Linked DNA regions of Mus musculus: all the other regions are linked to region 1. The links are chromatin contacts, called in public HiChIP or PLAC-seq, capture Hi-C and promoter capture Hi-C maps. All regions are on one chromosome and are shown on one strand. Each heading gives the region's core, a stretch centred on a gene start, on an enhancer-like site or on the middle of the called end of the contact. The rest is flanking DNA. Distances are from core to core; before and after follow the strand shown.

Region 1 (3,830 bases), core at 689-3,188:
AAACCACAGAGTCACCAAGCACTGTGAATTGCCCCGCTGCCCTCGGGACATAACTTGGCCCACGGTGGCATTTAGTGTTCTGAGTTTAACTTAATCACCACTATAAAATGTAGTTCTCTAATTAGAGGATATTCTGATTATGCCCACAAGGTGGAGATCTTGCTTACAGTTTGCCCACACTAAACTCAATGCAGGGGGAAAAAAACACCTAAAAGTTACATCAAAAGACAAAAATTAAATTCAATGAATCCAGTTCTTATTTCATGTAATATACTATATTAGCTGGTATATGAAATAAAAATTTGATAAGAGACAGTCCCTGCTCTCTAGGGAAAGACAGGGGGAAGCTTGCATGAGGCAAGAAAAAAAAACTTTTTAATGAATTAATATATTGTACTGGATCCATATGGAAGGCACTGTAATCCTTTTATCAGATAAGCACTACAAGAAGCCCCGTGGTTGGGAACACATTTAAGAAAGACCCCACACTTTCAGGTGGCACACAAGGTACCAGTGGGAAAGAAACCCAGGAAGGTGTATGCCTTGGGTCAGCCATGTTTTGGAAGGTTAATGTATCTACTCTGTCACAAACATTTTACATTGTCTACCCTATAACTCCAGAATAAATATACACAGCACAGGCAGATGTAGCCCAGCTGAAACCTCGCATGTGTTCCCAGGAGAGGAATATAGGGAAAGGAAACACACACACACACACACACACATACACACACACAATGTGAAAGAAACCGATTTTAAACTCTGGCTGTAGGACTCGGGGAGGAGTCAGAAGAGAACCTGCTTAGCATACGTACTGTCCTGGGACAGTTCCCTGGCAGTGCCAGCTCTGGCTCTCAGGACCCCTCACGGCTCTGATCTTATGACTAAGAATCTCCAGTTTGAAATATGGGATACAAGAAGGGAAAGGAAAGATTCAGTTTGTTTCCAAGAGATTTGCTGGTAAATTAAATCCAAGAAAGTCTGGAGGAAGATGCATCAGTTTTTATAATGTGTTGGTTTGTTTTTTTCTTCACTGCCCCACTTCCCACTAGTCCTTTTTCCTTTACACTAAACTAGTAAAACAATTGTTTATTTTCCTTTGTTTGGGAGAAATTTATAATTGGGAATAAAGTGACTGACTAAATGACAACTTAAAAACAAGGTGAGAATGTTGACAATAAGTGTTTATATCTATCTAGATATCCCTATCTCTACATATTGAACTTTCTTTAAAATGGGAAAGCCAAGTGGCATGCGACCAGGGGACCTGACTTGGCTGTCCAACTTGCACAGCAAGGTTTAATTCCAAGCATCCCTGAGAAAAGTCACAGAAGTTAACCTCATTGCTCTCAAGCCTGCAATGATCCATACCGGGGAGCTTGCATCTGGAGAGAGGTTATGGGTTCAAAGTCATTGGCTACAGATGGTTCCTCTCCCAGCTGGAGTCACATCCTCTAGGGCTCGAGACTTTCCGGGGAATTTACATAAGCCAGCGTGAATCACACCAAGTGAGGTAGCAAAAGGACTCACCCTGACCCCTGCCTGTACTGCGGTGGGGGGCTGTCTGAAGTTTTCAGATCAGACACAGTCCAAAGGAGGGTACAAGGGGATCATCCCACTCCCAACAAGAGCACCGGACACGCCGCTACTCCCAAGCCCTACAATTGGTCTCTGCCCCCGCCCCCGCTCCGACGCCCCCGCACGGACGCCCTCAGTTCAGCCTCCTCCCCGCCCCGAAGTCCGGGACAGAACGTGGGGCCACCTCTCGCTCCTGGAAGGATCGGTTGCCGCTTTAAGGGGAAGAGGAAGGGAAGGGGCGGGGGAGTGGGGGGCGGGGAGAGGCGGCAGAGGAGGGGGAGGGGGATCCCCCTCGCTCCCACGTGGTCCGGGCGCCTGTGAATCGCGCCCGCCGGAGGGTCTCACAGCGAAATACAAAAGCTGCTGGGAAGCCACGGGGAGGCGAGTTCCCAGCGCCGGGGCAGAGCGCTGGCCAGAGCCCCGCAGCGCTCCGCGGCCGCGATGGGGCTCCGGCACCCGAAGCCCCGGAGCCAGCTAGCAGCCGGGCCCGCCTCGCCGCCCGCACCCGGGCGCCCGGGCTTGGCTTGAAGCGGCGGCGGTGGCACCGGCGCGCCGGCAGGAGCATGGGGAGGAAGATGCGGGGCGCCGCCGCCGCCGCGGGGCTCTGGCTGCTGGCTTTGAGCTCGCTGCTGACGCTGTGGGGAGGACTCCTGCCACCGCGGACCGAGCTGCCAGCCTCCCGGCCGCCCGAAGATCGACTCCCTCCGCATCCGATCCAGAGTGGCGGCCCCGCGCCCGAGCCGCGATTCCCTCTGCCCCCGCCCCTAGTATGGGACGCCCGCGGCGGCTCCCTGAAAACTTTCCGGGCGCTGCTCACCCTGGCGGCCGGCGCGGATAACCCGCCTAGGAGGCACCAGGACGACCGCGGGCGGCACGAGCCCTCCGGGCTGTCCTGGCCAGAGGAGCGCAGGGCGGTGCACGGGGGCGTCTTCTGGAGCCGCGGCCTGGAGGAGCAGGTTCCCCGGGGCTTTTCCGAAGCCCAAGCAGCAGCGTGGCTGGAGGTGGCACGGGGTGCTCGGGTGGTGGCTCTGGATCGCGGGGGCTGCGGACGCAGTTCCAACCGCCTAGCCCGCTTTGCCGACGGCACCCGTGCCTGTGTACGCTACGGCATCAACCCAGAGCAGATACAGGGCGAGGCCCTGTCCTACTACCTTGCGCGCCTGCTGGGCCTCCAGCGCCACGTGCCGCCGCTGGCACTGGCTCGGGTGGAGGCTCGGGGCGCGCAGTGGGTGCAGGTGCAGGAGGAGCTGCGCACCGCGCACTGGACCGAGGGCAGCGTGGTGAGCCTGACGCGCTGGCTGCCTAACCTCACCGACGTGGTGGTGCCCGAGCCCTGGCGATCAGAGGACGGCCGTCTGCGGCCCCTGCGCGACGCCGGGGGCGAGCTGACCAACCTCAGCCAGGCGGAGCTGGTGGACTTGGTACAATGGACCGATCTGATCCTCTTCGATTACCTGACGGCCAACTTTGACCGGCTTGTGAGCAACCTCTTCAGCTTACAGTGGGACCCACGCGTTATGCACCGCGCTACGAGCAACCTGCACCGAGGACCAGGAGGGGCGTTGGTCTTTCTGGACAATGAGGCGGGCTTGGTGCACGGCTACCGGGTAGCCGGCATGTGGGACAAGTATAACGAACCGCTGCTACAGTCGGTGTGTGTATTCCGAGAGCGGACTGCTAGGCGCGTCTTGGAGCTGCACCGGGGTCAGGACGCGGCGGCCCGGTTGCTGCGCCTCTACAGTCGCCACGAACCGCGTTTCCCAGAGCTGGCGGAGCTCTCAGAACCCCACGCTCAGCTGCTACAGCGCCGCCTTGACTTCCTCGCCAAACACATTTTGCACTGCAAGGCCAAGTACGGCCGCCGGCCCGGGGACTTAATAACACTCCGAGGAAGAGAGGGACTGGGGTATGAATGATGGGGGTTAGGGCTGTCTTCTCTGCCACGGGCAACGACCAACCAGCCAACGCCCACCCAATGGTCTGATCGCCAAGCTGTCTAAAAAAAAAAATTGTGTGTTACCCACTTGCCCCTTTCTTTTCATGCCAGGCTGTTTCCTTTCCAAGTTCTGGAAGGGCAAACTCACCGAGGCGAGAAGTGTAACATTCCCTCCACCTAGCTTATAAAAAGAGTTCTGTGCTTGTGTGGAGATTGGATCCGAAGAAACTGGCTGCTGGGGTTTGGCCCGGGAATGGCAGTCTCTTTGGGAGATGCAGTCCATTTTTGTCGCCCCCTCCACCCCTTCCCAAAAAGG
Region 2 (3,830 bases), core at 977-3,476, 970 kb before region 1:
CAAGCTCACATACCACGCAGACAATAGGGCCCACCCAGCCAAAGAGCCAGGGCTATAGGCTTTTGTCCCACTTACAAACCAATGGCAGAAATAATGGTGACGGTGCAAACTACCCAGCCTTGCCCAATTTGTCAGAGGAGGAAAATTCTTCCTTTGACCCGAGCCGAGATCCTCAAGGTCATTTTGGGGATGTGACCAAATATCTACCCAACTAAGCATCTATACCTGGGCTATTTCCCCTGTTTCCTTTCCATTTCTTTCCTCCCCTTCACCTTTTCTCATGTATGGACCTACAGTGCAGATCAGGCTAGCCTCAAACTTGAGGCAAGCTTCCTGTTTCTATCTTCGGAATGTCTGTTCACAGGCATTGGCTATTTCTCTGTCAAAACGTCTTTGAGCTAAGCCAAACCAGTGCAAAATGAGGAAAGTGAGACAGTGAAAATCCTCCCACAGTTTTATCATCTTGGCAGTGCCGTTGAGGAGAGAAACACTTTTTCTTTCCTAACGCTCCACGACACCTGAATGCCCACTGCGGCAGAGCCTCACGGATAGGAAGTGTTACTTTCCCACCCTTCGGGGCTCTTTAAGAAGGGTGGCTGCAGAGGGCTCAGTGGGGGTTTCAACACTTGCAGCAGTGGAGGGCTTGTGGGTTGGGTTCTTGAGTATTTGTTCTGAAAGCAACCACTGCATTGTGGGAGCCAACTCGCCAGTGCCTTATTGAGCAATACTTCATTTTTCTTCAGCTCATTTAGGACTTCATTTGTTTGGTTTTTTTTTTAAGCTATATTTTTCTAAAACATCATAGAAGGAAGCTGTGGGCTTCGATCGGAAGATCACAAGTTTTAGGTTAAAGACGCAGAGAATGAGTGTTGTTTGCGGTAGTCACAAAGCAAGCGACGGAGGGCACAATTCCTGCCTAGCCTGCTGCAACCTCTGACTTTCTTGCAGGCGTGCTAAAAGTTTTGATTTTTTTCCCCATCCTGGTCTGCTAATCTGTAAGTACTCATGACCATCTCTGATAACCTACTTCCGAATCCTTAAAATGGACATCTCAACACACAGTCCGCTGAGCGTCCTGAGGATTTAATAAAATCAGTGAACATTGATTGAGTAGCTAAAAAGTTTCACTCTGAAGACTTTTGAGAAGAGGAGGCAACCAAACTGTAAAAGCTGCTGTCCCCAATACACTGAATCATAGAAAGACCCTTGCCGAGAGAATGAAGGCAGGAGAATGAAGCTTTCCGTGTGGATGAGCACGTGTAACAGCCTGGGTCTGAGTCTTTGGACTACCACACAAAACCATCTCTATAAATTACCGGGCCTTCTTGTGCCTCAGTTGCCCCATCTGTAAAATGGAGACTAAGTGCATAATGATCTAGGACCCCTATTCTGTCTTAAATTCTCCTACCTTAACGCAGATGCGGGAGAGCATGTGTTTCCAGTTGCTGCCAGTAGGGGGCAAATGCGCACAAACCCCTGAACGCATACAGACTGATAAGGTTTGAGAATACAGTGGAAAAAAACCCTAGCCACTTCTCTTCTGGAAGCACTCTGTCCTAAGGGGCTGTGGGAGGGCCAAATGAGATTCCTTTAAACTATTTTGTACAAACTCCTTAAAAAAACAAAAACAAAAACAAAAAAAGCCTTAAACAGTAAGAATACCATTCTCTGTATCAAGAGGGGCAGCTTGGTGAGCAGGCCCTCCAAAGAACTGAGGGGTGAGGCCAGGGTTGGGGGAGGTGGTGGGTTTTTCTTGAGCTGGCTATCCGTGCAGAATCCGGCTTCCTCCTAAAGGCAGCTAAAGGATGGGCAGAGATTTAAGCGCCTGTACACATTCTCTCAGCTGCCTTTGGTTTAGTGGAACCAGAGGAAGTGGGGGCCGGTGAAGAGGGTGGGTGGCCACCTTCCCGGAGGAGACAAAAAAAAATCTCTCCGGCAAGCCGTCAAACCTGAGTCAAACACCCCCGGAGGAGGCACTCTGGCTTCCTCACGGAGGGGCTGCCGTGGGAGCTGGAAACAGAGACTCAGTCCCAGGCCCCAGCTAAGTCTCTGAGCCCCGACACCCCCTTTCAATTCATTCAAAAGAGCAAAGAAAAGCTGCTTACGTGAAGACAAGTGGTGGCTAGGTCCAGACAGAAGGCTTTCAAGGCAAGAGAAGGCAAGCGCGCTCCCAGCACCAGCGGACTGTAGAAATAAAGGCACCTGTAGCCGTGTGATATAAGTGACACCTACAGACAGGTCCGTTTGGTTTTTCAGGTTTATGCACAGCCCCTTTGATGACGGTGACATACGGTGTGACACGGCTCCTCGGGGGTGGGGGGTGGTTTTCACATGCAGAAAGTTTACCTTTCTCCTGCTTTTGTGCCCAGCTCCCACCACCCACCGAGGGGACCCAGGAAATGAGCAGAGAATTCTTGCCCCCGGGGGGATAAGTGGAGTGCTGGCTGGAGCAGTCTCCGTTGAGCAAGCTGGAGGGAAGGAAATTCAGGCCTGGTGTCTGTTCATTGCAGCCTTTGCCTGGGCTGGCCAAGTCCCGAACCTCTGTATGTAGTGTTATCCCCTATTCTGTGCGTGTTAGGAAAGAAGAGCAGTGCCAAGAAGTGGTAAAGAATAAAGGTGCTTCAGGGATCAAATTCTGAGCCGGTCATTTTCTGGCTGCATTACTGTGAATAAGTTAATGAGCATATCCGGGATCCATCAGATTAATGCAATAATGGAATCTGTCCTTGGGTTGCTGGGAAGGCCATACTTGGTAATGTCAGCCAATCACCTGGAAGCCTGTCCTTGGGCGCTACATATTTCCTTCTATTGATCCTGGTGGGGACCTTCCGATCAGGGGGCAGGGAGAGAGTCAGGGAGCAGTGCTTTCACTGGCCTTTCCACTCTAAGCACCCAAAGGGCGCCATGTTTGAATACAGGAGCCATGTGACAGCTTTCCCCCTTTCCCAGTGTCCTCTGTTTTAGAAATGGCGATATGAAGGGATCGTGGAGCTGCAGTGTCAAACATCCAGAACAACACGGGGGCGGGGGGTCCTGATTGGCTTGCAAGCTGTCAGCTGTCTCACTGAGAACTACCCAGTTTTTAGGACATCTCTCAAATCTAAATGACGGCCTAGGCAGTCATCTGGGAGGAGTGTTCATAACCCCCTTTCGTGGGTTCCGTTCCTCTCTCAATCTCAGGCAGCCAAGACACCAAGGTGCTCAAACTGCAGACTCTGTGATCTTGAAGTGGAAAGCAGAGATTGACTGGTTGGTTAGGTTTTCTTGGGAACACTGGGCATAGGCACAAACACTCAAATCCAAACACCCGAACGGCGTGAAGAAACAAAAGGCAGTTCATGTGAGGAGTCATGTGTCATCATGGAAAAATAGTCGGGGCAAGATAAGTGGCCTGTTGAGGCTCTGGCTTGGCTCTGGGACCTTAGGTGGGAGAGCCAGCTTTTCTGGGTCAGAATTCTCCCAACAGTAATAGGAGAAAACGGGATTAAGTTATTTATTTATTTATTTAATCATTTTGTTGGATTTAACAGTGCCTTTAATCCCAACACTCAGGCGGCAGATATCTGTGGGTTTGAGGCCAGGTTGATTTACACAGTGAGTTTTAGGCTACCCAGGGTGATCCACACAATGAGACCCTGTATCACTAGGCATTTTTAAAACATGTTTTTTTTTTTTTTTTTTTTTTTAATGCATACTGGTATTCTGCCTACTTGTATCCTGTATGTGAGAGGGTCAGATCCTCTGGAACTGGAGTTACAGACGGTTGTGAGCTGCCACGTGGGTGCTGGGAATTGAACCTGGGTCCTCTGCAAGAGCAGCAAACTTTGAGC
Region 3 (3,830 bases), core at 494-2,993, 940 kb before region 1:
AAGACCCCACTGTCTGTATTGTCAGACACCAAGCCTATTTTCACACACAGGCACATCTTGAGAACTGGCTAACTACAGAAGACCTGAGGATCTGACATTTTCCTGAGACTGATGGTAGAATCCTGAGCCTTCCTCCTCTCATTTTCTCCAGATGTTAAGTTGGCTGAGGCGATCTGTGGCGGGGTTGGGGCAACTCTTCCTCCAAAGTTTCTCTTTCTGCATACCAGTGTGGCCTTGGCTTGCTCTGTGCTGTGTGGCCCTTAACCTGGTTGGTCACTGGGCTTTGATGTTAAGTAAAAATCTGGTGAATGGTCAGCATTGTTCTCTCTCCACTGCTGCTGTCTTCTTTCTCTGTGAGAAACCTGGCAAATTCTTTCTCTAAATGGGGTATTCTTCATTCAGAGGCCAGACAATGGCTCCCTTTCACTGGCCATTCAGTCTCTAGTAACAGAGACCATGGGGCCTGCCAACAATCTGCTTGTGAAACTGGCCCAGTTGAGGTCCTGAGACTGAAGCAGGGCACTGATGCCCAGAGCAGAAGTGGCTCCACATTGTGTGCAGGGCTTCCTGAGAACCAGCCTCTTCTCAGAAGGAGAGCTGCAGGCAGGGCTGAGGCTTGCTCGAGTTCCTCTCCCCAAGAGGCCGCCAAAGCTTCTCCAGCAGGCTGACACCTGTTCATTTGGCAAAGGGCACCACAGGGTATAGCTGGGAGACTTTGAGTTGGTGGAGTGACCTCTCTGGGTTTTAGTTTCAGGCTGAAAGACTTAAGAGGTAGGTTTGCTATAAGCCTTCAATGGCAACTGTAGTGTGTGGGCCCTTCACTACGTGCTGCATGCTAAATTGAGGCTGATTCTTGTGTAATTTAATCCATAGAACTAACATAGAAAAGTAGATGTGAATGAATGATTATCCCTTATAAGTGAGAGAACCGAAGAGCAGAAGAAGAAATGCAGACAGCCAGGGCAGGAGCCAGACCCTGGGTTCTGGCTTCCCATACTGAGAGTCAGTGGTGTATTAGCTGTTAGCTCTAATCAAATATTGCTTAGGATTCAGTATGGAATAGGGAAAAGTGCTGATAGGCACCAAGGGAGATTTATATTACTTTCAGTGCACACAGAACCACAGTATTGAAGCTAGAATTGAGTTTTGCAGGCACCATAAAGGAAAGAAACCACCCCCAAGAGTTGATGGGGACCAATTATGTGCTAAGATTGAGAGCATCTTTTATGTGCACAGGGAAAATAAATCTGAAATATAAGACTCATTGTCCATGCTGGGACCGATAATGCAGATCAAGGAGCAGTGTAGATGGTGTCCTGCAAGCCCCTTCTGATGTTCAGGACTCTTCTGATGTTTAGTAGCCACGTCAGGATCCTGTTGGCCCTGACAAGTGCACTCACCTTTATGTTTTGGTCCATTTTTTTTCACAACTTGATGCATTTTGCCCTTACTCCCTGTGCCCCATAAAAATCAGAAAGGGCTGTTTCTTAGGTGGTTTCCTTGGCAGCCATTGGAGAAGGGCACTAATATTAATATTTGTAATAACCTTGATTGTAGCTAATGCCCAGCAGCCACTGAGTTCTGTGTTCTGAATAATGTTGCAAGAATCCCAGAGATACTATCACATTTAATTCCTACAATGCTCCTATTCAGTCAAGCTCAAACTCTCTCCCCATTTCTCTGCTAGGTAACGATGACACAGATCAGTCAAACAACTTGCCTAAGGTCACATAGCTAGTCATGGCAGAGCTTGGATGTGAACCATGCTGTTTACCTGGTAAGCCTGAGGGAAGCTTGTGCTGCAGTCTTCACGTCCCTGACCTGGTATTCTGTTGGTAGCTTCTCTGTGGAGATGCTCCATAGGGAGGTCTCACCTAGAATCACTCACCTGCCACTCTATTTTTGTTCTTGGTGTATGGGGTTTTAAAATGATTCTGACTTTCTATTGTTAGATGATCGTGGCCTTTGTCTTTGTTGAACTTGGCTCTGACCTGCTTGCTCAGCTGGACTCTTGGGATTCTAACATCCTTCTCCTCCTCCGAGAATCCAGGGCTTTGTTCCTGTCCTAACTTAAGGAAGGCTCTCCCTCTGCAGGAGCTGAGGATCCTGTGATTTCTCATTCTGTACCCCTGCTCTTTGGGCTCTTTCTGTGTCCCCAGCCTTTGGCTCTGAGAGTCACACTGAAATCCTGGAGTGGTGGTTGGAGAACCCTCATGATTCTGGCTTTGTTGTTCCATTCTTATGGTTAGAACAAGTTGAATGTGGAGAGAGCAGCTCTCACAAAGGTTCACATTAAGAAGTGGCTGAGCCAGGATCCTAGCCAAGCCAGCATGGCACTGGAGCTAGTGGCTACCATCTCATGTGACATCCCTTTTCCTTCCTTTAGATGCTCCAAGTGTTGGGCTGTTTGTGTGTGTTCTGAAACTCCTTTCAGTGTGTGAATAATTCACTAATTTGCTCGCCTTTCCATTTCAGGTTGCTGGGAACAGCTATCACGTGAGGGCATGTGTGTGTGTGTTCTACCTGTCCTCCCTTGATACTCCTGAGGTAGCTGGTCCTGTGCCCAACTTTGATTCATTTCTAGTGAAAAACAACCTGACCTGAAGATAAGAATTCACTCCAGCAAGATCATCAGCTATGATAACTGGACCTCTCAGAGTTCATGTTAACTGGTGACTTATTGCACTCAAGAGTCCTTATGTGTGAGAAGTGAGTCCTGGGCTAGGGTGGTGCTCAGGGGAAGATGGAAAAGCAGGCCTGGTTCTTAAGGGTAGCTGAAGCCTGTGGTCAGTGGGTGGGTCCGTTGTGTGTGTGGAGAGCTGGCTTAGGCTCTGTAATTGGCAGAAGGTCAGCTGTTTTGGTTGTTCCCTTTAGAGTCACTTTGACATCCTGAGTCTTAATTCTCCAATAGAGACCCAATCTTAGCCTCCTTACAGGTGAGAGGGTGGGGAGATTTAGGACGTTCCAGTGAGGCCTCTCCAAACTCACTCTGTTTTGAAGCAGGCACTATGAAGAAGCTGAAGGTATGAAGGATTGAGTGGCAAGAGTGGCAATAGCCAGGGTTCTGGAAAGTTCTGGGAAGCACCGAGGCATGATGTGTCTATGCCTAGCAGTGATGGCAGTGACATCTCCGAAAGAGTAGATAAAGACTGAGTGTTATTCTTAGTGACATTATTAGTCAGTTTTCTGATGTTTGAATGACATACCCAAGGTTTGGCTCTTCATAAAGAAAAGAGGTTTATTTATTTCACTGTTTTGAAGGCACAAAGCCTTCAGGATCATGCTGGCCCCACCCTGACCACAGGATGTCATGATAGATAGGAACATGGGTAGGAGCACTCATGAAAGGGTCTATATGTGAAGACAGGAAGTCAGAGTGAGACCAACTATTCTATTCTTTTATGTAGTGACCCTCTCTAGAGAAATAACCAAGATACCATGGGAACTACAATACTATCTTCTGAGGCCAGTACCACAAGGCTAAATCACCTTAAACTAGGCTCCACTGTTTAAAGGTCCACCTACTCTACATGCTGTGGCACTGGGGACTAAGCTTCCTGCATAGAGCCAAAGGTGGGGGTAAGGGTGGAACAGGGGACGAAACCCGCATCTAACCACAGCAGGGGTAAAGTGTCGTGTGTAGATTTCTGACCCTTTTGGAGATTTGTGATTTTGCTTAATGGCCTAGTCAGTCTTGATCTTTGTTTCATAGCCTATTTGGCCATAGCTAGATACAGTAGTCTATGTAGATATGTTGTCTATGTTCTTACTGATTTTCTTTCTAGTTGTTCTATCAATTGTTGAGGGGTGCTAATAAAGCTTCCTGCCAT
Region 4 (3,830 bases), core at 460-2,959, 850 kb after region 1:
TACATGATCATCTTTATTGTTATGTTGAAAGGCCTTAACCATACTGTGGAGTAGATGAGGGCCTTTAAAGAAATAATTAAGTTTAATGAGTCTAGAATATGTCTTCAATCTATTATGATTTTGGGGAATGGGGGAGAGAGAAGAGATGTTTACATTGGAATGACACAGTAAAGAGGAGACTATTGAAATAGTTTTCATAAGAAAAGAAATCTTGACCTAGAACACCTGGCCTCCAAGACAGTAGGCATTTCTGTTTTTTAAACTATCAAGCATGTGGTTATTTTGTCATAGCTGCCCAGGCCAGCTTGCCATAGGTCATGTGACAAATTGGTTGTAGAATTGTACTGTCTGCCTATTCAGAATGACTTCAAAGCCCACACTCTGAAGACGTTTCCTTCCTTTCGGATAGTGCTAGATGGTTTTTATCTAGGTCTGGAAGACACTGATGTGGATTTGAACCATTGGGACATAAGTCAAGACATACATATTTTACCTTTTCTTGAGTATAAGCCCTATGAGATCTGGCCTCTGGTGGATTTTGCATACTGTTGCATACTCTTGCTCCTCCTCACCAGCAATGATGTTTTTTCAGGGTGAAATAGGGGTATGCTGAGTGAATATCTATTGGATGGGCTGAATAAACAGAAAACGAGAGGCAACTGATGGCAGATAGGTGGTGCCTCAGACCCCACTCTGAGGAATATCCACATTCGGGTCATGGTATCCCAGGTTTGCATTGACAAACACAGCGACTGGGAGCCTAAGTACTGCTTACAGGGAAGCCAGCAGGCATAGAAATTTGTAAAAATTAGTTATGCGATGCTACTGGTGATTCAGAAAGGAGAGCAAAGCAGTAGGAAGCCCCTAGAATCAGGGAGACCGGCCTGGAGGCTGAGCAGAGACTGAGCAGGGAGACCGGCCTGGAGGCCGAGCAGAGACGTTAGCTTGGCTGTCGGAGGGGAAAGGACACTTGAGGCGTTGCAGGGAGAGCAACGCAGAGAGCACTGAGGAGCAGATGACTGACAGGAGAGCGAGATGAAAAGAGTTAAAGGCAAGTCAGGAGCGCTTTGCCTAGGCCATGCTAGGCCCGCAGAGGCCGAGTTACTTGTTCAAAGCCACATGCTTCTCATCTGAGGAGTCTTTTATTATTTGTTTCCATATTGAGCGTCTGTTCTTTCAGAAGCTTAGAATCTTGTGCTGGGATTTGGTTTACACGTCTGGACTGATAAATTTTGACTGTCAGTTCAGCCAAAGGAATATTACTACTCATACTTGACAACTTCTAAAAAATGTAATTAAAAATGAAACTGGAGACAGCACATAAAACAACATGTTTCTAAAGCTGACATATTTTGGTCCCCAAAGCTATTTTGAATTTGAGCGTTAGAAATGAATCTTTAAACTTTCACGAGTGAGGTTGGGTACAAAGAGAGGCTTTTCCCAGTCTGAAGAATGAATTTTAAAATCTGCTGTAGAAAAATACCACAGAGAAAAATATAGCAAGCAGCTGGCCCTCTTACCCATTTCCAAGCAGGAGAGGAATTTCAGTCGAGCAGAAAAACAGCTTTCTTTCATAAAAGAAAACACAGCAAGAAAAATAATCCTCACTGTGTAGCCCTGCGCAGTTATTTTCTGTCGAGTATTAGACAGAACCCGAGGGCTTAGCATTGTTTTGATACTCTTGCAACTGGCAGATCGCCTGCTGGAGGAAGTTGGAAACGGACTGACCGGCTCCAGGCTTCCAGGTGGCTGTGGTACCACAGCTCTGTGCTGTTGTTGTCAGTCATTTAATTCCCTCCTGAATATTGAATGGTGTTTTTAGTTCACGGCCCATTTAGGGTGTCTTTCTGTTTCCTTTTTCTTTTTTTTTTCTTTTATCCGTTAGCCACATTAAGAAGAAAAAGTTAAAAAAAAATTTAAAAAAAAAAGGCCACCCAGGAAGCTCTTTTGCAAATGTGAGTTTAACAGCAAAGAGCACAATCAAGAAATAACACAGCAAATAGTAAGACACTGACTTAACCTTATGGAAAGTTGACAAGTACCCATGACATGAGGACTTTCCAATCAGACTAGCCAGACAAATCAGGAGAAAGCCTCATTAATATGCCATTCTAAGAAAGGGACTAGGGAAGCAGTGTTATTTTAAAGCTTTTCTTTAAAAAAATTAAAAGATAATTATATTATGTGTGTAAATCCTTAGTTTGCATGTCTGGTGACTTTGAAGGTCAGAAAAGGGTGTTAGGTCCCTGGGAGCTGGAGTTATGGCCAATTGTGAGCAGCCATGGCAGCCATGTTAGTGCTTGAAACTGAACCCAGGTCATCTGCAAGAACAAGTGTTCTTAAGTGCTGAGCCATCTCTATAGCCCGGGGGGCTTTGCTTGGTGTGCCTTTTAGTATCCTTGAAGAAAATGGCAGAATCAACTGTATGTTTATCTAGAGATCATGTAGTAGCCTTCTATATGTGACCTCTTCATAGTAGCATCAAATACTGCATCCAACATCAAAGGAGGAAGAAAAGACCGGAGGACAGGGAACCGACTTACACAAAGCCCATGGAGGAATCCTCCTGCGTTTGTAGCACTAGCTCGTTTTTCTCTTTGGGGGGAACATCTGCAAACTGTAATTAAGCAGTTTTCATTTGTTTCTCAGCTTCTTTCATCGTCACTAAATCACTACACTTAGGGAACAAATTGACAAATTATGAAACACAGAAACTGCTGGTTCAGTTGCAGAAGGAAATTTCCCTTCTCAAATTATGACAGATTTCAAGCTGATGGAGCCATTTTGTTTTAGGTATATTAGCATAAATCTTCAGTGGATGCCTTTATAATTCATAGTCACTTCAAATGGGAATATTTGGTCCATAGATAATCATTAGGGTTTTTTTTTTTTAATGTGTGTGTCTTCTTCAATTTAGATGTAATTGGGTACAGAAAGAAAATATTTAAGTGTGTATAGCAATTTGAATTATGATCATTAAATTTATTTTCAGCAGTGTTCTTAATGCATACCATTTTGTTACAATGATGTTGCTCCTTGGTATGATCCTTAGAGAATTAAGAGGAATTTTTTAAAAACAGAACATTGTTTTGGTTATAATTAAAAGAATGTTTTCTTCTATTGTATGTAGTTTCAATTTTATAATAATATGTATAATGTTTTATGTATGGGTATAAATTAAAGAATTGAATAAGCATATGGGATTTTAAACTTTTACAAAATATAGAAAATTACTAATAGTGAGCTAAATTAATTTGACCTTTAGCTGATTTACACAATATTAAATAGGGGCATGGTTGTTTGGTATTTATTTCTTTGAAGGGAGGTGTTATTTTTACTTCTTGTTGGCAAGTGTGCTGTTACCTAAGGGAACAGGTAAGCTGCTCCACGAGAAGCTGAGGTTTCCTAAGACTGTGTGTGTTGATTCAGTTGAATAAGCATGTATTCAAATCAGAATGGTTTTGGCAGTGTTCGTTCAGCCATGAAACAATAATATTTTCTTTGAAATGGTTGGCTAAGCCCAAAGGGATACAGACAGGAAACTTTGCTTTAACCATCCTTGTGTCTTCCGTATATGAAAACCACAGCTCTCTAGTATGTGATTTTTTTGTGTCTTTTTTTTTTCTTCCTAGTTTGATTTGTTCTAGTGAGGCGGATTTAGGTGATGGCAGCCAGCTTGCTTGTTTGCAGCCCACTGCTCCCTTAGCGTAGGGAGGAATCCTTAGCCTGTTCGTTTCATGTGCTTTTCTGGACTTAATCTGACTTTCGAATTAGGTTTTGTGGTCTTAGAAGCCACTGATAGACAAGAAGGACTGCAAGCTGTCATCTAA
Region 5 (3,830 bases), core at 409-2,908, 820 kb after region 1:
GAGAACAATAGATCATGGCGGGTTTATTGAGCTCCGTTGAATAGAACGGAACCCAGGTATTGATGTCAACATCACAAGTAGGGCAACATGTTATCCAGTAGCCGGTTACAGACTCGTCATCTTCATCATCTTCATTGTAGGTGTCAAATTCATCGTCACCATCAAAACTGGTTGCTTCAGCACTGAAACAAAATTCCTCTGAGTCTTCAAAGGGAGTGGAGTCCCCAGGATCTTCTGTTGATGTCTGACTGTTGGAGACAATTTTCTGATCTTCACTCAAATCCTCTTCAGAGCATCTCAAAGTATAGAAATAGAATGCTTCTGACATAGCCTGCTTATTGTCTCCTGGTATGCCAAGGAAAATAGTCCCGTTTCCCATGTTGCTTCCAAACCATATTTTGCTATGCTTAATATCTGAGGTCCAGTCAGGAGTCTCCATCTCACTGATTTCAATCGTGTTGTCCCCTAGAGAGACAAGGCTGCAGACCATCCTTTTCTGATTTTCCAGCTGATAACCACCCACAATAACAAATTCATCATTGTTTGTTTGAGTGAGGATTGCACTGGAGACAGAGATTCCTCCTGGCAAGACTGTGCAATTCACTGCTGGGGTACCCAGGGGAAGGTCCACTCTTATTCTATACAAGTTAGCAGGGCGTATATTACTGGCAAGTGAGTGTCCTCCCAAAATATAAACGGTATCGTTTCTGGCAATAGAAACATGAAAAGACAGCCCATCCTGAAGTTCTGGGAGAATATATGATGTAGCACACCCAAATTCAAAATCTATCAAGAAAACATGGGGTAGGCAGTCAGCTACACTATTCCATTTTTCTGTGGTTCTCTGGGTAGAAGGCATGTATGAACGTCCTCCAAAGAGAACACCCATGCTTTTCCCTCGACTATACACCACGTCAATGGAATGGCCGTATCTGGGTTCAGGGACATCTCCTACTAAGTCTTTCTCTGTGCAACGGAAAGTAACTTTTTTGTTATTCTTGCAAGCGACAGACATGATATAAATCTTATCGGAAAGCTCATTGTTTGGTGTTTTCCCTCCGTGAATGATATATTGATGCTTGTCAGAGTCTATGCTGCCTTTGTATGAGCAAGTAGCTGGATAACGAAGAGGTGGGAGGTAGCAGGAATCTTTAGAGAAGATTGCAGGCTTCAGTTTGAGATGATTTTGTTTTATATCAAAATGAAAGACTCCAGTAGGACAGGATCTCTTAGGCCAGCCTTTCTGGCCAAAGAAGAAAACTTGGCCATCAAAATTCATAAGTGAGAAGCCTGGTTGAATTAAGGCTATGTTATGACCCACTGTTACCATCTGCAGGGACATTTTTGATTGTGAATAGGTCTTTTATCTGAAAGGATTAAAAAAACGCAATAACTTAGAATATCTTTTCATATTGGTAATTATGCTTAGATTCTTCCTCATACAAAAGGCTTGTTTAAAAGAAAAGTCATTTTACATGCTTGTCTTAGAATTATAAGACACCTCCTGCCCCCGTTAGGAAATCACAGACACTACTTTATTGTGGCAGCAGCTTGGACCTATTTTAGTGGCGGACTGGCTTTGCTTTGATTTCTGGGAATTGTAGTCCTGCATTCCTAGAGCGTCCTTGCTTTGAGGGCCCAAAGAACTACATTTCCCAGGAATCCGTGTTCTATGGGCTGTGTAGTTGGATAAATTGTCTTCGCTGCTTCATGACAGAAACCTTATAGGCTGTTTGACTGGATAAGGACTCCAAACGTGCGAAGGGACTAGATGGACGCCATGGTGACGGACAGCTAGGGAACGGGAGGTGAGAGTTCGGCCCTCTGTCGACAACGGGGTGCTGGAAGGCAAGAGTATCAGGAGGAGCGCTGGCAAACCCGTGCTCAAAAGTCGCTGCAGCTTCTCCTGGGACTCTTACTAGGGTAACCCTGTCGGAGGCACATAGGCTTCTAGCCCGTATGGTTGCCTGGAAGCAGTAGTTGGAAGGGAAACCGTGGATGAGGTGTCTCTACTGACTCTGCACTGGATGTATAGAAACGAGACTCAGAATTGCGTTCTGAGGGACACTTCGCTTGTTGGGACAAGAAGTTAGGAAAGTCTTTCAAAACAGAAAGAAGAGTCTCAGAATACCTAGCATAAAGCGGAGAAACAGCTTGAAATTGACCCCCCCCCCCCCCGCGCTGGTGCACATAGTAACGGAAGTGTAGTAAGTAATTAGGCGGTTGCCAGGGATACTTTAGAGCCCAAGCCCGTCCAGTCGCAGCTTTCTTTCCTTTTTGTTTTGAGGATTCTTTCAGGGAAACAGAGGAAGTTCTTTAACTAACCCCCACCCCCACCGCCCCCTAGGAAAATAAAATTATCCCGTTTTAGTTCACTTTTCAGCTCATGAACTGTGAGATGACTCGAGTAATTTTATATTGAATACAAAGAGGGCCTCCTTTCATACTGCTGTCAGATAAAGTAAGCTTGGTAAGTTATTATTACCTACCTTAGAGAGGTATGAAGTGTACTTCCTGCTTGTGGATGTGAAATACTCTTTCTTATTTTGGCACTAAATGTTGGAACAAAATAAAATTTACTTTTAAAAGTAAGTTGTTTAAAAAGCATCATAAGACAATGGTCAAGATTAGGACTCAACACTATCAGACTAGATTCAAATCCTGGCTGCCACTTAGTCACTACATGGCTTTGAGCAAACTGTTTAACCAACTCTCTGTAACTCGATTTTCTCCTCTGTAAAATGAGGTGATTTTACCCACATGGATTGATGTCAATTATGATTAGTAATTTACGACTTGTAACGAACTGAGAACAGACCTTGTACACAGTATATAGTAGATACCATTGTCCTTGAACTAATAGATAGCAAGGCTGTTTTTATCTGCTGATAATGAGAGCATACATGAGAGATGCTGCAGATGATTAGAAGGGACTATAGGATGATGGAATTTGGTCAGTGGATGTAGACAGGTAAACCTTTTATTCTTAGTTTATTTTTCTTTGACAGTTTCATATAGTTTATTCTTATGATTCAGCCCCCTCTTTTATCTCCCTCCTGTCCCTGCCAACCTTCCCTCCTTCCTAAAATTTTTTTCTCACATTTCCTACATTAATATCTTTTTGTTTGAGTTTTGACCCCTGAGTTTAACCAGAAACATCTGTGTGGCCATGGGTTTGGAACTATCCAGTCTCTGTGTCTCTCTGTCTCTGTCTCTCTCTCCCTAAATCTTTCAGTAGTCAGTTGTGCAGCAGAATGGGGTATGGCCTCATGTGCTCCCCTCTAAGCAATGACTGCCTGTTATATAGGGCTGGTCTTGTGCAGGCCCAGTCTAGGTATTCATAGCAACTGTGAGTTCATGATTCCAGTGGGTGTGTCATCTTAAAGATAGCATTTCAAAGCTTCTCTATCTTCTGGCTCTTAACATCTTCCAGGTCCCTCCATTCTTTCAAGATATTCTATAGGTAGCAGAGGGGATGGTGTAAGTGCTAAACTTTTGAACCAATAATAGTTGGATAAATGTATAAGCCAAAGAGTATTGGTGACTCAGTGTAGATAACAAAACAGGGCATTTCTTTCTTGTCGCTGTGCATATCCATCACTGTGTATACAAGATCTAAAGTTGTGGTTTACAAGTCTAAATCTGGGATGTTACCACTTTGTGTCTGTTATCAACTTTGGCAACTTATTGTCTTTCTTTTACCTGTAAATTGGGATAATATTAATAGCTATTCATTGGATTGCTTTGTGAAGTAAGTGAGCACATGCAAATTATAAGGCACAATGACTGGTTCACAGAAATTAGTCAGCAAATGTTACTGGCCACTATGT
Region 6 (3,830 bases), core at 533-3,032, 770 kb after region 1:
ATATATAAATAACATATAATTCATAAATCAAAACTTCGTAGAAGAAAATACTGACAAGTTACCTTTAATTCTCTACTATAAAGAGCTCACTAGATGGGGCCCACCGATTGCCCTGTGACCTCCATAGGCGAGCCTATGTTAGAAGGCCTACACACACACACACACACACACACACACACACACACACAGAGTAAATAATTCTGTTAAAAAAAAATCAAACCCAAACTTTACTAACAGCAACCATTTACCAAATCCTTAAAAATCCATTCTTAAAATACAAAGATCCGAAAATGTGTTACAATGGTTAAGAAATAATACAAACATTCGATTGATGTAATTTACCTTTGAACTCAAATTCAAGGATCTTTTCCTTACTCGAAGATTGTTCGCATCTCTAAAACCCAAGAATTTTGGACCCTCTTTTATACAAGTCAAGTGACTAAAACTGATGAGGAGCAGATATCAAGTAAAACAGGGCTATAATACTGAAATAGTATATACAGGGCATCAAGGCTGAAACTCAAATATGATTCTTGTATCTATCATGTGGCTAAGCCACTGGTTCAAACACTTTCCTCGAGTCACATGACACCTCTTTACCCTCCATTTCAAAAACCAAAAAGAGCTCTCCCCACCCCGGCATCCTCAAAGGAGGTATGAAAGGCCAGCAGCTCAAGTCTCAAAGCCAATATAATACTTCGGCTGTGACAAATTGTTCTCGTTTCTAGACGTCTGTCACAGGCTAGCGGACTGCTCTCAGAAAACAAGCTAATCCTATACATCCAAGCGTTAGGTGCTTTCTGTTCACACACAAAGACAGTCTAAGTCTCATCCGGAGTTCCCCTGAAGCCAAATACTAGGAACAGCTTTAGCAACACGGCGTCTGGAACAATCGAGAGAGCGCAGGGGTGGGGAGGGGAACATTGGTGTCAGCGTACTTTTTTTTTTTTTAAACTTGCTGCTTAGGTTAGAACCGCTCTCGAATTTAAAAGGGCACACAAAAAGTTTTCCCCTGCACTCTGGGAGTTTGAAGGGATTTTCTCTTTTCTTCTTTTCTTTTCTTTTCTTTTCTTTTCTTTTCTTTTCTTTTCTTAATTTAAGCTGGAAGGGACGGGAAAACCCAGCAGGCGATTTCCTTCCCCGGACAGGGGAAAACACCAGGTGAGGAAGAGAGGGGCTGGGGAGAGGGATGCCGTGTGCCGGAAGGCGACAGAAACGCCAGGAGAGGCTCCTAAACCAGGGGCGGGTTCAGGACCTGTGGGGCTAGAGCAGGGGAGACCCGCAGTCCCGGGGAGGGCACAGAGGGCTCCTCCGGCTCGTGGGAGGACTGTGGGCGCATCCTGCACCTGTCAGGCGACAGGGACAGAGGTGGCTTTGTGCTGAGACAGGGGGTCCCAGGGCTACCCAGACGAGAGGGGGCAAGGGGGCGGAGTCCCGGACCCGAGGGAGGACGTGGAGATGGCCAGTCCTATCTGTGGGAAGCGAGGGCTCGCGGCGACAGGTCCCTGTCCCGTGGGGAACCGGGGGTGACTCTCCCGGGCCCGCGGCCGCCGGAACTCTAGTTCGAAGCCGCTCACTCACCGATCGTACACGCTGAGACTTCACAACCAACTGGGAAGGCTTCCCCGGGCTGCGCCGCGTCGCCTACATACACGGCACTCCGAGACCAAGTGGCTCCGACGCCAAACTCCCGGCTCGTGGGCCGCGGCTGCTGCGTCCGCCGACGGCCGGAGCCTCAGCCCCAGCCGCGGCCGCCGCTGCTTCCGCCTTCTCAGCTCGCTAGGAGCAGCAAGGGGAGGGGAGCGCGCCCCGGGACAAAGAGGCCCCGCGGGAGAGGCCGCCCCCTGTCTGTGGTCCTCCACGCTGAAGCCTTACCCCGCCCTTCCTCGCAAAGAAGTTTTCTCAATAGGCAGAACCTTACATTAATCACGTAGCCCTTCCTCGGACCAGTGCAAAACAGTCGTCTCATGCATGAAACATTTCTTCACAATTGCTGCCATCTGCATGATCCCATTCTCCAACATTGTCACGGGAGAGCTATTTTGAGTTCTCAGTTTAACTGGATGCAAATATCTACGGATTGTAACTGGCACAATGCAATAGATGCCCAAAAGATTTTCACCCTCATCTGAAAATTTGACTCATCTTCTCCATCTGATATGAAAGGTATTATTGTGTATTAAGGCTGTTAGGTAAGGTAAGTAGATACATGTAAATAAGTTATTTAAAATCATCTAGGAAATAATATGTGCAGTAAATATCAATAATACTATCTTTTGCTGACATCTTAGTAGAAGGATTCTTTCAAACATAAGAATCTAGTACAACTCAAACTCAATTCTTCCTCTATCCCCTTTAAAAAGTGCTTTGAAATGTTTAAGGCATGAAGAGTATAAAAAGCTACACCCAGGCTTCTGTGTGCTCATCACGCAGTTTAAGAAGTAGAAGGAAGCAAGTTGAATTGCAATACTCTGCGTATAGCTGTCCCCTCCACTTATATAAGTAAACTCCTGAGGTATGCAAAAAGGGATCATCTTACAAAGTCAGTGGTGGGTAAAGGACCAGTGAGATGTCTCAGCGGGTAAAGAAACATGACTTTAGTCCTGACGATATGCGCTGGAACTCCAGAACCTACACCGTAGAAGAGAACCTATTGCCAAAAGTTGTCCTCTGAACTACAAGTGCACACAATGGCATGCACATAATGCACATGTGTGCAAGTGCACGTACATACACATACACACACACACACATGCGCACACTACAAAAAAGAGAGAGAGAGAGGCACAGAGAAAAGAAAAGGCAGGGCATTGGATTTCCTTCATTTATTAGTGTGACCTCTGGAGCAAGTTAGTCACGTGACAGACATTACAAGCTTCCACTTCCTAAATCATAGAACAGGTTTACATCATGGGTGGTACCTTACACACTGTTGTCAAGGTGAACTAATAAAAAAAATTGATGTGGGAGAACTTAGCAAGAGGCTTTCAAAAAGATCAGGTGTTCTGTGTTTATTTCTTTTTGTTTTTGTTTGTTTGTTTGTTTGTTGGTTGGTTGGTTTTTTAACACAGGGTTTCTCTGTGTAGCCTTGGCTGTCCTGGAACTCACTTTGTAGACCAGGCTGGCCTCGAACTCAGAAATCCGCCTGCCTCTGCCTCCTAAGTGCTGGGATTAAAGGTGTGCACCACCACGCCCGGCTCTGTGTTCATTTCTTTAAACTGTTTTTCTGAATGTTCTTGGGGGGGACCTCATCCTAATTCTGCAAGTCCTATACACACCCTACTACTTTTTGTATAATAGAGAGTCTTGGGCATAGGGAACGTATACATCTCTGTCTGCTTGCAGTCAGGCAGGGCCATGAGAAAGTCAGGACTCGAGCTGTGATGGAGAAGGACTCCTGTCGTCTGATTCCATCCATGCTGCTGCCTATGTTTAATGACCATGTCAGTTCCTTTTGTAAAGCTGTAACCAAAATATGTGACAGGAGGAACTTAAGGAAGAAAACATTTAATCTTAGCTCCCAGTTTCAGACATATAAATCCACAGCAAAGAGTGTACAGCAGAGCAGAGGGTGAACAGCTCACAGGACAGAAGCCAGGAAGCAGAGGGTGGGGGAGGGAGGGAGGGGGAGAGGAAAAGACCAGAGCAAGACACTGAAGCTTCCCCATACTCACTACCGACCTTCTCAGTCCAGACCCACTTTTCAGAGTGTTATCCTTTCCCAGCAGTCAACTGATGCTCTAATTAATGGCATCTTTACCAACCTAAGTATTTCTCAATCAAGTTGATAGTCAAGATTAACCATTACAACCCTGGAGACCAAGGAGAAA
Region 7 (3,830 bases), core at 343-2,842, 700 kb after region 1:
AGTTTCCAGAATAAACCATAATAAGCAGGCACATGGCCTGCTTTCTAGAAGGCTCTTTTCTCCTCCCTGCTGCTTACTCTGGATTGTGTATTCCACATCACACAGTCCCTGGAGAGCTGCACTGTCCAGCTCTGGGACACAGGCAGGAAAAGGCAGAATCCACTTGATATTCCTGAAGACATAGCTTTCCACCAGAGGACAGTGACTTCCACCACTGCCCTAAATCCCGCCTGTCCTATGTGTGGTGTCTAGTTGGGTTATGTGCCCTTTGAACAGTTTATTTCTTGTCACTAGGCCTCCTGGTCTGTTCTGTTGACAGCAGGATTGGTATGATAGGCAGACTTCCCTCCTGCCTATGCATTGTTGTGGGGCTAAGAAATCCAAAGTCCCAGGTGTGTGTGTGTGGGGGGGGGGGGGGTGTCTGTCTGTCTGCTCCCCTGTGTGTGTGTGTGTGTGTGTGTGTGTGTGTGTGTGTGTGCCTGCAAAGGACAGTTTCTAAGTCATAGACATAAGCTGCTTCGTTACCTCTGAGCAGGGGGGATTTGGGTGTTGATGGTGAGTAGCCGGCTATGTGACCCTCCCTCCCATGACGTCAGCTCCCGGTTCTCACTCATTTGCTAGGTGGGTCTGGGCAAGCTGCTTTATTTCTGTCTGGCTCAGTTTTCTTGTTTGTAAGATGAGGACAAAAATATAGTTTACCCTATTATGTGGTTTACATGAAATAACAGCGGTGGAGAACTCAATGCTAGTTGTAGCATGTAACATAACATAGCATGAAACATGGCAACATAACATGGTGGTCATGATCATGGACCTTGCTACAGGCTACCCAGGTTCAGGAACCAGCACGGCCATTTACTGAGTGTGTTGCTGGGAGCAAGTTGCCATTTCTGTCTCTTTCAGTTTCCTCTTCTACAAAACCAGGACCTAACCTTTAGGACCTACCCATATAGGGTTACTGTAGGGACTAAATACATTTTTATTTACAAAGCCTTACGGGCTAGCACAATAAGAGAGTAAGTGTTTGTTAAATTTATCCTGGTTCTTATTTCTTATGCTGAGGCACAACCCCATCCATTCGAATGGGAAAGGAAGGTTAAAAACACATAGGCTTTTGGTGGTAGTTTGTTTTGTGTTATTTTGTGTCCAAGTAGAGCTCAATTTTAAAACTGTTTGGAGAGATTTTTGCAGTTAGAAAGTGGGACATCATTTTGTTTATTGACTCAGTATCAGGAAGTGATCAACTCTTATGTCCACTATTAAAGGATGACAGATGTCAGTCAGCTAAACGCAAGCTCATATTCACGTGTGTATGTGCAGGTGTGTGCACTCTTGCATATACATGCATAGTCTGAGAGAGAGAGAGAGAGAGAGAGAGAGAGAGAGAGAGAGAGAGAGGGAGAGGGAGAGGGAGAGGGAGAGGGAGAGGGAGAGGGAGAGGGAGAGAGAAAGAGAGAGAGAGACAGTAACCCTAAATCTAGTTAGATCAAGACCCAGTGGAAACCTGAAATTCAGTCAGGTTACCCGGCTAGGGGGAGGAAGGGAGGGATGAAGTCTCAGAATGTGATAGTGAGTCCTAACTGTGAGTCATCTTATTTGCCCTTCACTCAAAGGCCAGCCTCTACCTTACTCTGCTCCCCTGTGGTCTCTATTGATTGGTTTGAAGGCAGGCTACTGAAAATAGTTTTGTTTTGTTTTGTTTTTTTTCTTCTTCTTCATAAGTCCTGAAGAAAGGAGCCTGCCGGGCTAGGCTGCCTTCTGCCTTGACATTTGAAAGAGATGGGGTCCCTGTGGTTTCAGTCAAGTTTTAAATGCCAGCTGTTGTTTGGCCTTGGGGGTTACCCCTAGGCCGGTAGGAAGGGTGTGTCTGGTGGGGACTTGTGCACATGGGAAGCCCTGAGGTTTTGGGAGGTGGCTAATACTGCTTACAAAGATGCCAGAGACTTCAAAACTAACAACCACATGCCATTTCCTACCAGGAACCTAACCGGAGAAGGTGCTTGGTGAACCCCACGTCTTTTTCTCAGCGTGTGGTGTGGGGAATGCTTTTTCAGAACTTTGAATGCGGGGGTTTTTCTTATTTAGGGTGCTAAACTGGAAAAAGACTCGTCTAGACACACTTATAATGCAGTTGTTTTTAAGTTGTGGGTGTTTGTTTCCAGCCCCACCCCTCCCCCCAATGTTTCTAAGCATTTACTTTCCTTCCATTTACCTCTGTCAACGGTTTAGAGTTGTCAACAATACATATCAGAAGTGACATTTAGGAACCTAAATGTGGCAGTGAATATCATCAGAGGTGGGCTTAGAAAATGTTTGCTTTATCCCTTATTGTCATGCCAGAGAAAGTCTATGCCATCTTCTCCAGGACTTGGCAGCCTCCTTAGTTAAGGAAAAGGGAGCTAACCTTGAACTTGGCAGTTTTAGCTAGGGATAGGTGACTGTCAGTATTTGTTTGCTGTTAGTTAATTTCTGAGCGAGTTTTCCACTTGTGGTAAGGGGTGCTGCTACCGGTTTCTTTTAGCACGCAGTGACAATTTTGACAAACAGCTTAAAGAAAAAAAAATGTTCATAAAGGATAACAATGCAGGTGTTCCTGCCTGTGGCCACCGTGGTGAAGGTAGTTCAGGAGACATTCAAGTGGGAAGACTGGGGCTGGGTACCGCTGAGGTTTTCAAATCTGCACAAGAAATCTCCACACAGCAAGGAGTCCCTGGGATCTGGGAAGCTTCACAACAGTTCAGGGGCAAAGCCCCAAGAGGCTCAAACAAAGGATCTGGAGCAAAGCAGGGGGGGGGGTGGCGGGCGGGAGGGCGAGCCTTCAGGAGCCGAGCCCTAGGACAATCAGGAAAGTCCCTCAACCCCCGGTTGTTTCAGAAGAATGTAAACAAGCTCCCTCAATGTGAGGTCTGCACGATGCCCCCCCCCCCCCACCTCAGCGTGAGGTCTGCACGACCTTCCCCCCCAACCTGCTTTTGAAAGTTGGCTTTGCCCTTTTGTGGGACCCTCCTCTCCCGGTGAGAGCTTGGCACTTGCAGAGTCATAGCCAGAGCTCTTCCTGTCTGGGTCTCTACCTTAGAGCAAGTGAGCATTTTTATTTTACAATTTTAAAGAAAGAACATCCACAGTGAAGAATAATGAAAATGACCTGGGGTGAGGGCAGAGACAGCAGGTAAAAAAAAATTCGGCTTATCTCTGCTCTGCACACAGAGAAGACAGCCTGTTTGGGCTGCAGGAACCTGAATAGATTTCTGAGAGACAGTGGCCAGAAAAATTTCTGACATTTCCAGTTTTGACTCTCCCCCCCCCCCCCCCCGTCTGTTTTGAATTGTGCCTGAGAGGAAAATTGAGGTTTCGGAGTAGAACTCTATCCCAGGGACTGCCTGGAGGGATAATTGGTTCTCTGGCGTGTTTGAAAATGGATATTATAAAATGATCTGCATTTTTGGATTCCTTAGTAAGGTATCTCTGTGGTTCAATGTATGGGGGAGCAGGGTGACAAATACCTCCATTTCTCAGTTCTGCATCTGTGGGTTGCTCTGTTTGCTACAAGTCTCGCCCCAAGCTCAGAAAGTCCCATTTCTTTTGGATTGCTTCATAGAGAAACTAAAGTCAAGGGCTCTGAGCAAGGGACTGTTAGGGGAGCAGCAGGCACGGACAAAGCAGTTGTCAATAGGTCATAGATGCCTGGCTGTGTTTGTGTGTGTGTGTGTGTCTGTGTGTGTGTGTGTGTGTCTGTGTGTGCATGCACATACATACATGCACATGTGAATTGGCATACACATGTTTGTGAACTTAAAGGTATGTTCATAATTTGTTTATCTGATTGTTGC

The links. Promoter capture Hi-C pulls out the DNA fragments that hold promoters and counts their contacts. HiChIP or PLAC-seq counts read pairs in DNA pulled down with a chosen protein or histone mark. Capture Hi-C pulls out chosen DNA fragments and counts their contacts.
Region 2: a contact with region 1 is called in an H3K4me3 HiChIP or PLAC-seq map of embryonic forebrain, with 4 times the contacts expected there. The contact joins the promoter of Elf5 here to the promoter of Fjx1 in region 1. A contact is called at or near these places in 1 of 39 promoter capture datasets (hippocampal neurons) and 1 of 115 datasets of contacts at active chromatin or transcription factors (embryonic forebrain).
Region 3: a promoter capture Hi-C map of hippocampal neurons shows a contact between it and region 1, with 6 times the contacts expected there. The contact joins the promoter of BC016548 here to the promoter of Fjx1 in region 1. A contact is called at or near these places in 2 of 39 promoter capture datasets (hippocampal neurons and liver), 1 of 115 datasets of contacts at active chromatin or transcription factors (stem cell-derived neural progenitor cells) and 1 of 9 other capture datasets (liver).
Region 4: a contact with region 1 is called in a promoter capture Hi-C map of pre-B cells, with 7 times the contacts expected there. The contact joins the enhancer-like site here to the promoter of Fjx1 in region 1. A contact is called at or near these places in 2 of 39 promoter capture datasets (the C10 cell line and pre-B cells), 2 of 484 Hi-C or Micro-C datasets (pre-B cells and pro-B cells) and 1 of 115 datasets of contacts at active chromatin or transcription factors (large pre-B cells).
Region 5: a contact with region 1 is called in a capture Hi-C map of macrophages, with 4 times the contacts expected there. The contact joins the promoter of Iftap here to the promoter of Fjx1 in region 1. A contact is called at or near these places in 2 of 39 promoter capture datasets (the HPC-7 cell line and HPC-7-derived erythroid cells) and 2 of 9 other capture datasets (embryonic stem cells and macrophages).
Region 6: a promoter capture Hi-C map of embryonic stem cells shows a contact between it and region 1, with 6 times the contacts expected there. The contact joins the promoter of Traf6 here to the promoter of Fjx1 in region 1. A contact is called at or near these places in 14 of 39 promoter capture datasets (the 3T3-L1 cell line, 3T3-L1-derived adipocytes, the C10 cell line and 8 more), 4 of 15 datasets of contacts at CTCF or cohesin (the NIH/3T3 cell line, embryonic stem cells, large pre-B cells and 1 more), 40 of 484 Hi-C or Micro-C datasets (B cells, the G1E-ER4 cell line, the HL-1 cell line and 23 more), 27 of 115 datasets of contacts at active chromatin or transcription factors (the NIH/3T3 cell line, T-cell acute lymphoblastic leukemia, VIP interneurons and 16 more) and 4 of 9 other capture datasets (adipose tissue, embryonic stem cells, liver and 1 more).
Region 7: an H3K4me3 HiChIP or PLAC-seq map of embryonic stem cells shows a contact between it and region 1, with 11 read pairs. The contact joins the enhancer-like site here to the promoter of Fjx1 in region 1. A contact is called at or near these places in 1 of 39 promoter capture datasets (the C10 cell line), 8 of 115 datasets of contacts at active chromatin or transcription factors (embryonic basal ganglia, embryonic forebrain, embryonic hindbrain and 4 more) and 2 of 9 other capture datasets (embryonic stem cells and liver).

The regions. Positions count from the first base shown.
Region 1 is chr2:102,449,900-102,453,729 of GRCm38.p6, reverse strand. Fjx1 (four jointed box 1) reads left to right here and starts at 1,938. Exons shown (of 1, transcript NM_010218.2): 1 at 1,938-3,830. The coding sequence starts at 2,142. The coding sequence ends at 3,494.
Region 2 is chr2:103,422,464-103,426,293 of GRCm38.p6, reverse strand. It overlaps Elf5 (E74-like factor 5), which reads right to left and starts at 2,226. Exons shown (of 7, transcript NM_010125.3): 1 at 2,106-2,226.
Region 3 is chr2:103,386,957-103,390,786 of GRCm38.p6, reverse strand. It overlaps BC016548 (cDNA sequence BC016548), which reads left to right and starts at 1,743. Exons shown (of 3, transcript NR_130965.1): 1 at 1,743-1,777; 2 at 2,476-2,709.
Region 4 is chr2:101,598,665-101,602,494 of GRCm38.p6, reverse strand. The region is part of intron 2 of Iftap (intraflagellar transport associated protein); the gene reads left to right. Among named protein-coding and RNA genes, the nearest start is that of Rag2, 24 kb to the left of the region's middle. Within about 2 kb of position 1,709, at least 100 of the 459 cell types and tissues checked have an H3K27ac peak or open chromatin away from gene starts, as enhancers often do. A contact at or near this core is called in pre-B cells and pro-B cells, where this site is marked.
Region 5 is chr2:101,626,859-101,630,688 of GRCm38.p6, reverse strand. Iftap (intraflagellar transport associated protein) reads left to right here and starts at 1,658. Exons shown (of 7, transcript NM_026592.4): 1 at 1,658-1,808. Rag2 (recombination activating gene 2) reads right to left here. Exons shown (of 3, transcript NM_009020.4): 2 at 2,490-2,552; 3 at 1-1,367. The coding sequence starts at 1,342.
Region 6 is chr2:101,676,372-101,680,201 of GRCm38.p6, reverse strand. It overlaps Traf6 (TNF receptor-associated factor 6), which reads right to left and starts at 1,782. Exons shown (of 7, transcript NM_001303273.1): 1 at 1,582-1,782.
Region 7 is chr2:101,754,338-101,758,167 of GRCm38.p6, reverse strand. The region is part of intron 4 of Prr5l (proline rich 5 like); the gene reads left to right. Among named protein-coding and RNA genes, the nearest start is that of Prr5l, 41 kb to the left of the region's middle. Within about 2 kb of position 1,592, at least 88 of the 459 cell types and tissues checked have an H3K27ac peak or open chromatin away from gene starts, as enhancers often do. A contact at or near this core is called in embryonic stem cells, forebrain and regulatory T cell precursor, where this site is marked.